2 separate regions of the Cricetulus griseus genome follow, and region 2 is linked to region 1. Evidence: chromatin contacts called from public Hi-C data. All regions are on one chromosome and are shown on one strand. The core of a region is the stretch at or near the end of the contact, and the rest is flanking DNA. Distances in the headings are between cores, read along the strand shown.

Region 1 (3,823 bases), core at 536-3,035:
CAGGCTGTTGGTGACAGAGGGACTTTGACTCTTTAGCACTGTCTTGTTCTCACTGGAACAAAACTTCCTTCATGCAATGTCGTCAACCCATAGACGCAGTTTCTGGAATCTCTGATTCAACTGGGGACTGTAGAACATAGGCAGTAGGCAGTAGGAGGCAGTCTGGAGTCTGAGTTCCCAGTGAATTCTGTCCTAGCACTGGAGGAAAAGAAGCATGTTTTGGGAGCAGCCAGAGGTGAGGAAGAGGTCCCCGGGGTTTCCAATGCTAATCAGAAATCTTCCAAGAGTGAAAGCTGTTCACTTCTTGTCAGGGTGCTGCGGAGATGCCTGTGGGGAACCCTCGTCACAATGTTTGTACCTAGGTTCAGGATCTTCCAGCACACTAATGATTCTCCCATAACCCAGAGCAGAGGGGTCATTCCACATAGTCTGGGGAGACTGGCATACAATAGTAGGGTCTGAAGCGAACCATTGGGGGAGGGCAATGTTTCATTCCAGGCTGCAGAACCTGGAATCACAAGCCAGAACAGGACGGAGGAGCCTAGTAATGACGGCTATCAGCTCAACAGAAGGGGGACCTGGGGTGACTTAATTTAAAGGATTCTAAATAGATGTGACATTTCTTGAATACTTGCGCTTCCGAATGGAAATTCTTGGTTGCTGCAGTTGTGTACACTAAGGTTGGATACAAAGCCTTGAGAATCTCTGGATGCTGCCACTACAATGGCAGCATCCAGGACTGACTGCAGCATTGCTTTCCACATTGAAATCTTGACATGGACTACTTTGGGGAACCTTTTGTGGGAGGCTCTATCACCTGACAGCCCAATAGTGCATAGGAATGAGTTCAGTTAGGATCCACTTCAAAGCCAAGGAAGAAGTGTTTCCAGTGAAAGTCTGTGTAACGCTTTGGGAGACTCAAGGAAGAGAAGTCACGGGAAGATGGCGATTTACATTTAAAAGCTGTAAGTGCAAAGACCGCTAGGATTTGTTGAGTTGCTCTGCAATGTATTTAAATGCTTATTTCGTCTAGGGAAAAATCCAGACGAGACAAAATAAAGATGCCTCTTTTGTCTGACTTGCAAAGAAAGGGAACAATACGGCATTCTAATCTGCAAATCCATAGTCAAAGAAAACACTGACCAAATAAAAGGAACGCTGCGTTAACACTTTCCGCCTTAACGCGGAAATGTGGAGTGTTTGTATTGTCTGAGATTCCCTCTTGATCGACCGCCCTCTACCGGTAAGAAGCCGAAGTGCCACTGCGGGGATCACGTGGCCGCCCCACCCACGGTTGAATGTCTGAGAATTCCTGTCTGTCCAATTGTGCAAATTCCCGGTGACAATGATTGGTGAGCACATGGCGGCGATGAAATCGACACAGCGAGACCATTTTACGTGAAGAGTACTTTCGTCTATCTGGATAAGCATGTTTGTGATTGGATCCCGCCCCGCCCCACTATTTCATTGTCTTTCTCTTGCTGGTATGTATGTATCACTACTCGGTGGCATATTAAAACAGATGCGGATTTAAAGGTTTTCGGAAGCTACATCTTTCGTTCAGAGTGCAGTGTGAAATAAAAATGATTCTCACTACGGAGAGATCTGATCTTGCTGTGGAATGAAAAAGTCGAATGCTTGCGACCGAGAAAGCCTTCTCCTTACTCAACCCGAGCCTTATGGTAGTGATGGAAAAGCCTCCTGCAGCCACCATCCTAGCTCTCCTGCAGGAGACTTGGCGAGATGGCGGCGGGCTCCTCCCACCTCTGCGGCAGCCGAGATCAATAATGCAAGGCTCTGCGGCAAACACGCGCCTCTTTCTTCCCCTGCAGCCGCCATCGAGAGCGGGCGGCTGGAACGTTGATCCGTTGCGCCATCTAGTGTCCTTTAGAGTCCAGTGCAGCTTGAAAGCTGCAAAGGGAGTCAAGAGTTTTCAACAGCTGATCTTATTTAAAAGGACAAAGGGAAAAAAAATAAGTAGTGAGTCTATTTTCCTGTGAAGCTTAACGTAAAGGCTAGAACTCCTAGTGCCAGTCGTCACATGAAATAAGAGACTTGTTACGTTTTATTACCCATGTCTTAGGTTACTATTACTGTGATGGAACACCAAGACCAAAGTAACTTGGGGAGGAAAGGGTTTCCTTGAAGGAAATCAGGGCAAAAATTCGAGCAGAGAAGAAACCTGAAGGCAGGAGCTGAAGACGGCGGAGGAGTGCTGCTCACTAGCTTGCTCTCTGTGGCTTGCTCAGTCTGCTTTCTTACAGAACCCAGAGCCACCAGCCCAGGGATATCACCACCCACAATGGCCTGGACCCTTGCCTGATCAATCACTAATTGAGAAAATTCCCTACAGTCTTGTTTACAGCCCAGTCTTATGGAGCCAGGTTTTCAATAGAAGTAGCATTTAAATACTTGTGTCTTAATGACTCTACCTTGTATCTAGCTGTCATCAAGCTAGCTAGTACCCCCGTTATTTTGAAGTACTCTGTTTACTACATGATCCATGCTAACAGGAAAAGCATATCTGGCTAAATTTAAATTTCAGGTTAAAAATCAATAATTATTTAGTATAAGTATGTCACGTATGCGTTAAAACATTTCACTAGGCATCCTATCATGATCATTATCTTTGGTTTTATTGGCCAAAGTTGACAGCCCTCCTATACACAGATTGTTCTAGTACAGGTTTTACAAGGGCTGGTAGCCAGGCTTGTACTGCTTAAGGCATTTTGCTGTGGGTGCCCTCTTCTGGCCTCCAGTGGTACTGCACACACCTGCTCCCTCCCTCAATAGACTGACTCATTATTAAAAAAACTAAAAGTTAGGAAGACAACTAGGAGCCAGGTGGTGGGCTGGCGCCTTTAATCCCAGCACTCAGGAGGAGAGGTAGGTGGATCTCTGTGAGTTCGAGGCCAGTCTGCTCTACACAATGAGTTCCAGGACAGCCAGAGTTGTCACATGAGAAACTCTGTCTCAAAAAAACAAAATAAATGAATAAATAAATAAAAATAAAGAAGGAAAGAAAGGAAACCAGGAACAGGACACCGGATTTGCATGCTTTTCTTTCCCTGCAACATTAGCCCCACCCACATTTGGGAGTACAGATAATGCTTGGTCCCGCTTCTCCTTCTTTTCCCGTGGCAGTTTTCTGTGTCTAATTAACCCAGCTCTCCTTCCCACTCAGAGCTCCCTCTGCAAACCAGACGAGCAAGGCAAGGCATCACACTTGCACATGGCCTTGTTTTTCTTATGCCCTTGGAATGAGGACATCTGCTTCTTTTCAAAAGTCTCTGACCTAGGGCCCACACAGGTGGCAGGGCAGGGCAGGGCAGGGCCATTTGTGACTTGAGCGAGTGCTGCTGACCTGGTTCACCAAAAGCCAAGCAGAATGTGGTAACTTCTCCACTCCCCAGGCATGCAGGGAGACACTGCAGACCCTGGGCCCTCTCCTCACGCTGCCTCCAAGATTGCACAAGTGTAGGTTCACCGGGCTGTGATCAGGTTAGTGAAGGAAGAGAGAGCACACTTCTCTCACGCATGCATCGCTGCAGTCGAGCTGGTATCTTGAAGCTAGAGCTTGGTAGATTTGGGGACATATTTAACAGAAGGGCTGGATAATCAGTATCAGCAAATGCGCACAAAAGTAAACAACCAGTAGATGTATTCGAAATCATGCGCATGCTTGACTTTAGTGGTTAAAATGTTACTTCAAAAAGGACTGTTTCAGACTCTCAGCAAGTTTCTGCTATGCGAATGCCCTTCACACCCTTGGGCCTCGGTACCAGCCGGAAGACTCACCAAGGCTATGTATGTTGCTGGCTGT
Region 2 (3,823 bases), core at 940-3,439, 56 kb before region 1:
TGACAGGAGGGTCTGGAGACCCATACCCAGGATGGTTTCATGTAAATGAGAATGTAATGTACGCCACTGAACACTATTTAGAGATAATCAAATTGTGAATTTTGTATTGTATTTTGTGTCTGTCAGTCTGAGTTGCTGTAACAAAATACTTTAGGCTGGATACTATAGAAACAGTAGAATTCATTGCTCATGGTCCTGAAAGCTGGGTGGTTCAAAATCAATTGAAATTTGATGTGTGGTGAGGCCTTGTTCCTCATAGATGGCTCCTTCTGTGTGACCCTGGGTCTCCTTTATTTTATCCTGAGACAGGGTGTCACTTTGTAGCTCTGGTTGCCCTGGAACTCACTATGTAGTACCACTAGGCCCAGTCTCCTTAAAGGAGAGTTTATCCCATTCATGGGGGCTTTGACTTAGTCATCTTCGCAAGGATCCTGTCTCTTAGCTGTATAGCATTGGAGACTGGGCTCCATTGTCTGATGGGAGTAGGCAGGGGTAGGGGACACACACACACACACAGTCATACCGTGGAGCTTTTCTGTCGTGATTTTTAAAAAGCATTCTGTCAGGCCCCTCCTCCCTAAACGACAGACATGCCATGGCCCTGGGCCTCTGCCCCTTAGATGCCCCTTCTCCAGCTCAGCACTGCAGCAATGGGACCACAGAGGAGACAACCCCAAGTCTTCATGTGCTCATGTGTCTTCCCCTGTGCCTATTTAGCTGCTTCCAGTCCCTGCTTGCTTCTACAAAGTTCCCGTTGTGAACCAGGAATCTGCTTTTTTTTTTCTTTAAAATTTTTTTTATTAATTTACTTTTTACATTCCAATCCCAGTTCTCCCTCCCTCCTCTCCTCCCACTCTCCCCACTCTTCCCCCCTCCCCCCCATCTGCACCTCGGAGAGGGTGAGGCCTCCCTTAGGAAGTCTACTAAGTCTGTCTCATCATCTCTTTGAGGCAGGACCAAGTCACCTCTCCACCCCCACTCCCTGTGTCTAGGCTGGGCAAGCTATCTCTTCATTTAGAATGGGCTCCACTATGTCAGTTTGTGCATTAGTGTTAGATTTTGGACCCACTGCCAGTGGCCTCATATGTTGTCCCAGTTGCACCATTGTCAACTATATTAAGGGAGTTTGGTTCTATCTTGTGCAGGTTCCCCATTTGTCAGACCTGAGTGATCTCTCACTAGCTCAGGTCAGCTGATTCTATGGGTTTCCCCATCATGGTCTTGACTCCTTAGTTCATATTATCACTCCTCCCTCACTTTAACTGTACTCCAGGAGATTGGCCCATTGGTTAGTTGTGGATTTCTGCATCTGCTTCCAACTGTTTCTGGAAGAGGGTTCTAGCTTCTCTGGGGTCAGCATGAACCAGGAATCTTAACCCAGTGAACATCACTGCCCCCAGCTCTGCTAGTCGTGGCCATGAAACATTGTAGCTGGTGCCACTGTCTTCATTGTAGCTGGTGCCACTGTCTTCACTGAGCTCCACTTTTTAGGGCTGTCTGCATGTGCAGTCACACCCATCGCCATCGACATCTTTCTTGGATCTAAAGGGCAGTATAGTTATAAGAACTCAGTAAACAAGTTCAGCACTTGCCCTGCTGTCTACTATGTCAGCCATGGCTTGTACACCACCTCTGAGACTGGTCTGTGTTGAAATCAGTCTCTAGAGTTGGGACCAGAGAGAGGACAAGTGAACACAGTTAGGAGGACTAGGAGGCAGCTGGGCAGCCCTCTGGTTCATTGATAACAGCTTCAGTGACACCCTTGTCCTTTGAGAAGCATCCTTAGAGCTCTCAACATCGAGAGAAACTGCAGTTGCTCATTGTTTTCAGTTCTGCCCTTTCCTCGGGCTTCTTAGCTATTTTATATTCTGGGCATAGCTGCAACTGAAAAGGAAATGTCCAGTGGTGTCAGGTAGTAGCTAGCTACAGGTATATGGTCTGTATTCCAGCTTGGCTTTTATGAAAGTCTGATTGTTTGACGGTCGCCTGAGGGGGGGAAATGATACAGTAGAGTGGGGGTGGGGGGCTGTAAGAGACCAGTTGAAAAGTCAAATTGTGTAGTTTTTGAAGAAAATTCTTTGATAATTTGCTGTACCTTCTTTTGACTTTTGCAATGACAAGCAATGCCCTTGCAGGCAGCACGTACACACCCCGGGTGTGACAGAGCTGATTTCTCTTCACCGTAGTCAGCAGGTCGCTCTGCAGGGAAGACCGTGCGGCTCAGGCTTCCCCGCCCAACAGGGGAGCCGGGTTTGATTGTAACGAACAGCGGCCTCTAGTGGATAACTCAGAATTTGCATTCGGCAAAACTACACCAGGAAATGGGAATCCTGATCAAATTCCAAAGGAACAAAGGCAAGGCGCTTTCCCATTGTTTTCTCTGATAAAGAAGCCCAGGACCCGGGTCTGAAGAGTTCGGCTCATTTACACCTCTCACTCCTGGAGATGATGTTCAAAACATTGTCTTTTTTCTTTTTCCTTCAAACCTTATCACCGGCTTTGATTTTTGAAGGCTCTCCTGCTTGACTCAAAGATTTAACTACGAGGATTCCCATAGACAGCATCCACTTCTCTTATTCTTATTGTGTGTGTGTGTACGCCCGCGCGCGCGCGCACGAGGTCACCCTTGTTTGTTACAATGTCTTCCTGGGCTTCCAACCCTTGTTCCCACACTTGCCTGCCTGTTGCCTCTGAAAACAAACCGTCTTCTCCTTGATCCTCCACCTAGCAGCAGTTGGCTGGTGTAGGCTCCTCCCTGTTCTCTAGCTCTGGTTTTGGCCTCACCCACACATCAGATTCCAGGGTCTGGTCTCCTGGGTGATGTCCAGGCAGAGTTAGCTCTGTCGATGGTGTTCATTCCCAAGAAAAAATGGGGTCAGACATCAGTGATCTCTGACTTTGTCAGGAGCCAGGAGACTTCTGCTGGAGAAAGGCTAAAAATCACAGCTCTGACCTGTGACCTTGCAGAACTGTGATGGGAAGAGGAGTTTGGGGTCTGAGGAATGAGAGAATACATTTTCTTGTAATTTCAGAAAATGAAAAGCCTAGTCTTGGTCTGTGTATGCTGTGATAACTGGACTGGTCTCAATATAGCCTTTTAACCAAGTTTCAAATGGAAGTGCTGAGTGCTTTGTTGTGGCTTTAAACTATGAGTGACACTTGTGCTTGGGCTGTCTCCCTGTCACCTGTGCTCCCTTCATAATTTGACCAAGGGTTAACATTAGCCCAAAGACATTACTCTCCGGGCCATCCTGCCCATCAAAAGATAAGTTGTGTGGACCCTGTTGGCTTTCTATTCAGCGGCAACTGTTGTTCTGACAAGGGTTCTTGGCTATACTCCAGGCAGGCCCTCTGAGCTCTCTTCTTGACAAGCCCTCAACCTTGACCTACAAAGACTTGGACAAACAGAAACATAGTTACTAAAGTTTAAAGCTCATGCCCGGCTGGTCCCAGGCTCCCCAAACACACTGACTTTAGTAAACTCAAAGCTATCAAAAGAATTTACTGCTTGTCCCAGTCAGTACCTGAAGATAGAGCTCTGGAATCTCAGTCCCAATGGATGGGAGGAGCCAAGTGTCAGTAAATGACAGTTACCAAATGCAGTCTCAGGACGGCCTCTAAAACCACAGAGAAACCCTGTCTCGAAAAACCAAAAACAAACAAACAAGAAAAAACAACAACAACAACAACAACAACAACAACAAAACAAATGCAAGTGGGCTTTCAATAGACCAACCTCTTCTTGTAAGACCTTGTAAGACCTATTTAATAGTGCATATGGACCTAAGTTCGATTCCTGGCACGTACATACATGCTAAAACAA

What was found. Hi-C and Micro-C count contacts between places; a contact is called where the count stands out from the background.
Region 2: a contact with region 1 is called in a Hi-C map of fibroblasts, with 5 times the contacts expected there. The contact joins two enhancer-like sites. A contact is called at or near these places in 3 of 8 Hi-C or Micro-C datasets (the CHO-K1 cell line, fibroblasts and liver).

The regions. Positions count from the first base shown.
Region 1 is chr2:261,701,068-261,704,890 of CriGri-PICRH-1.0, reverse strand. No RefSeq gene overlaps it. Among named protein-coding and RNA genes, the nearest start is that of Ccn6, 7.0 kb to the right of the region's middle. Within about 2 kb of position 1,785, at least 3 of the 6 cell types and tissues checked have open chromatin away from gene starts, as enhancers often do.
Region 2 is chr2:261,757,332-261,761,154 of CriGri-PICRH-1.0, reverse strand. No RefSeq gene overlaps it. Among named protein-coding and RNA genes, the nearest start is that of Ccn6, 63 kb to the right of the region's middle. Within about 2 kb of position 2,189, at least 2 of the 6 cell types and tissues checked have open chromatin away from gene starts, as enhancers often do.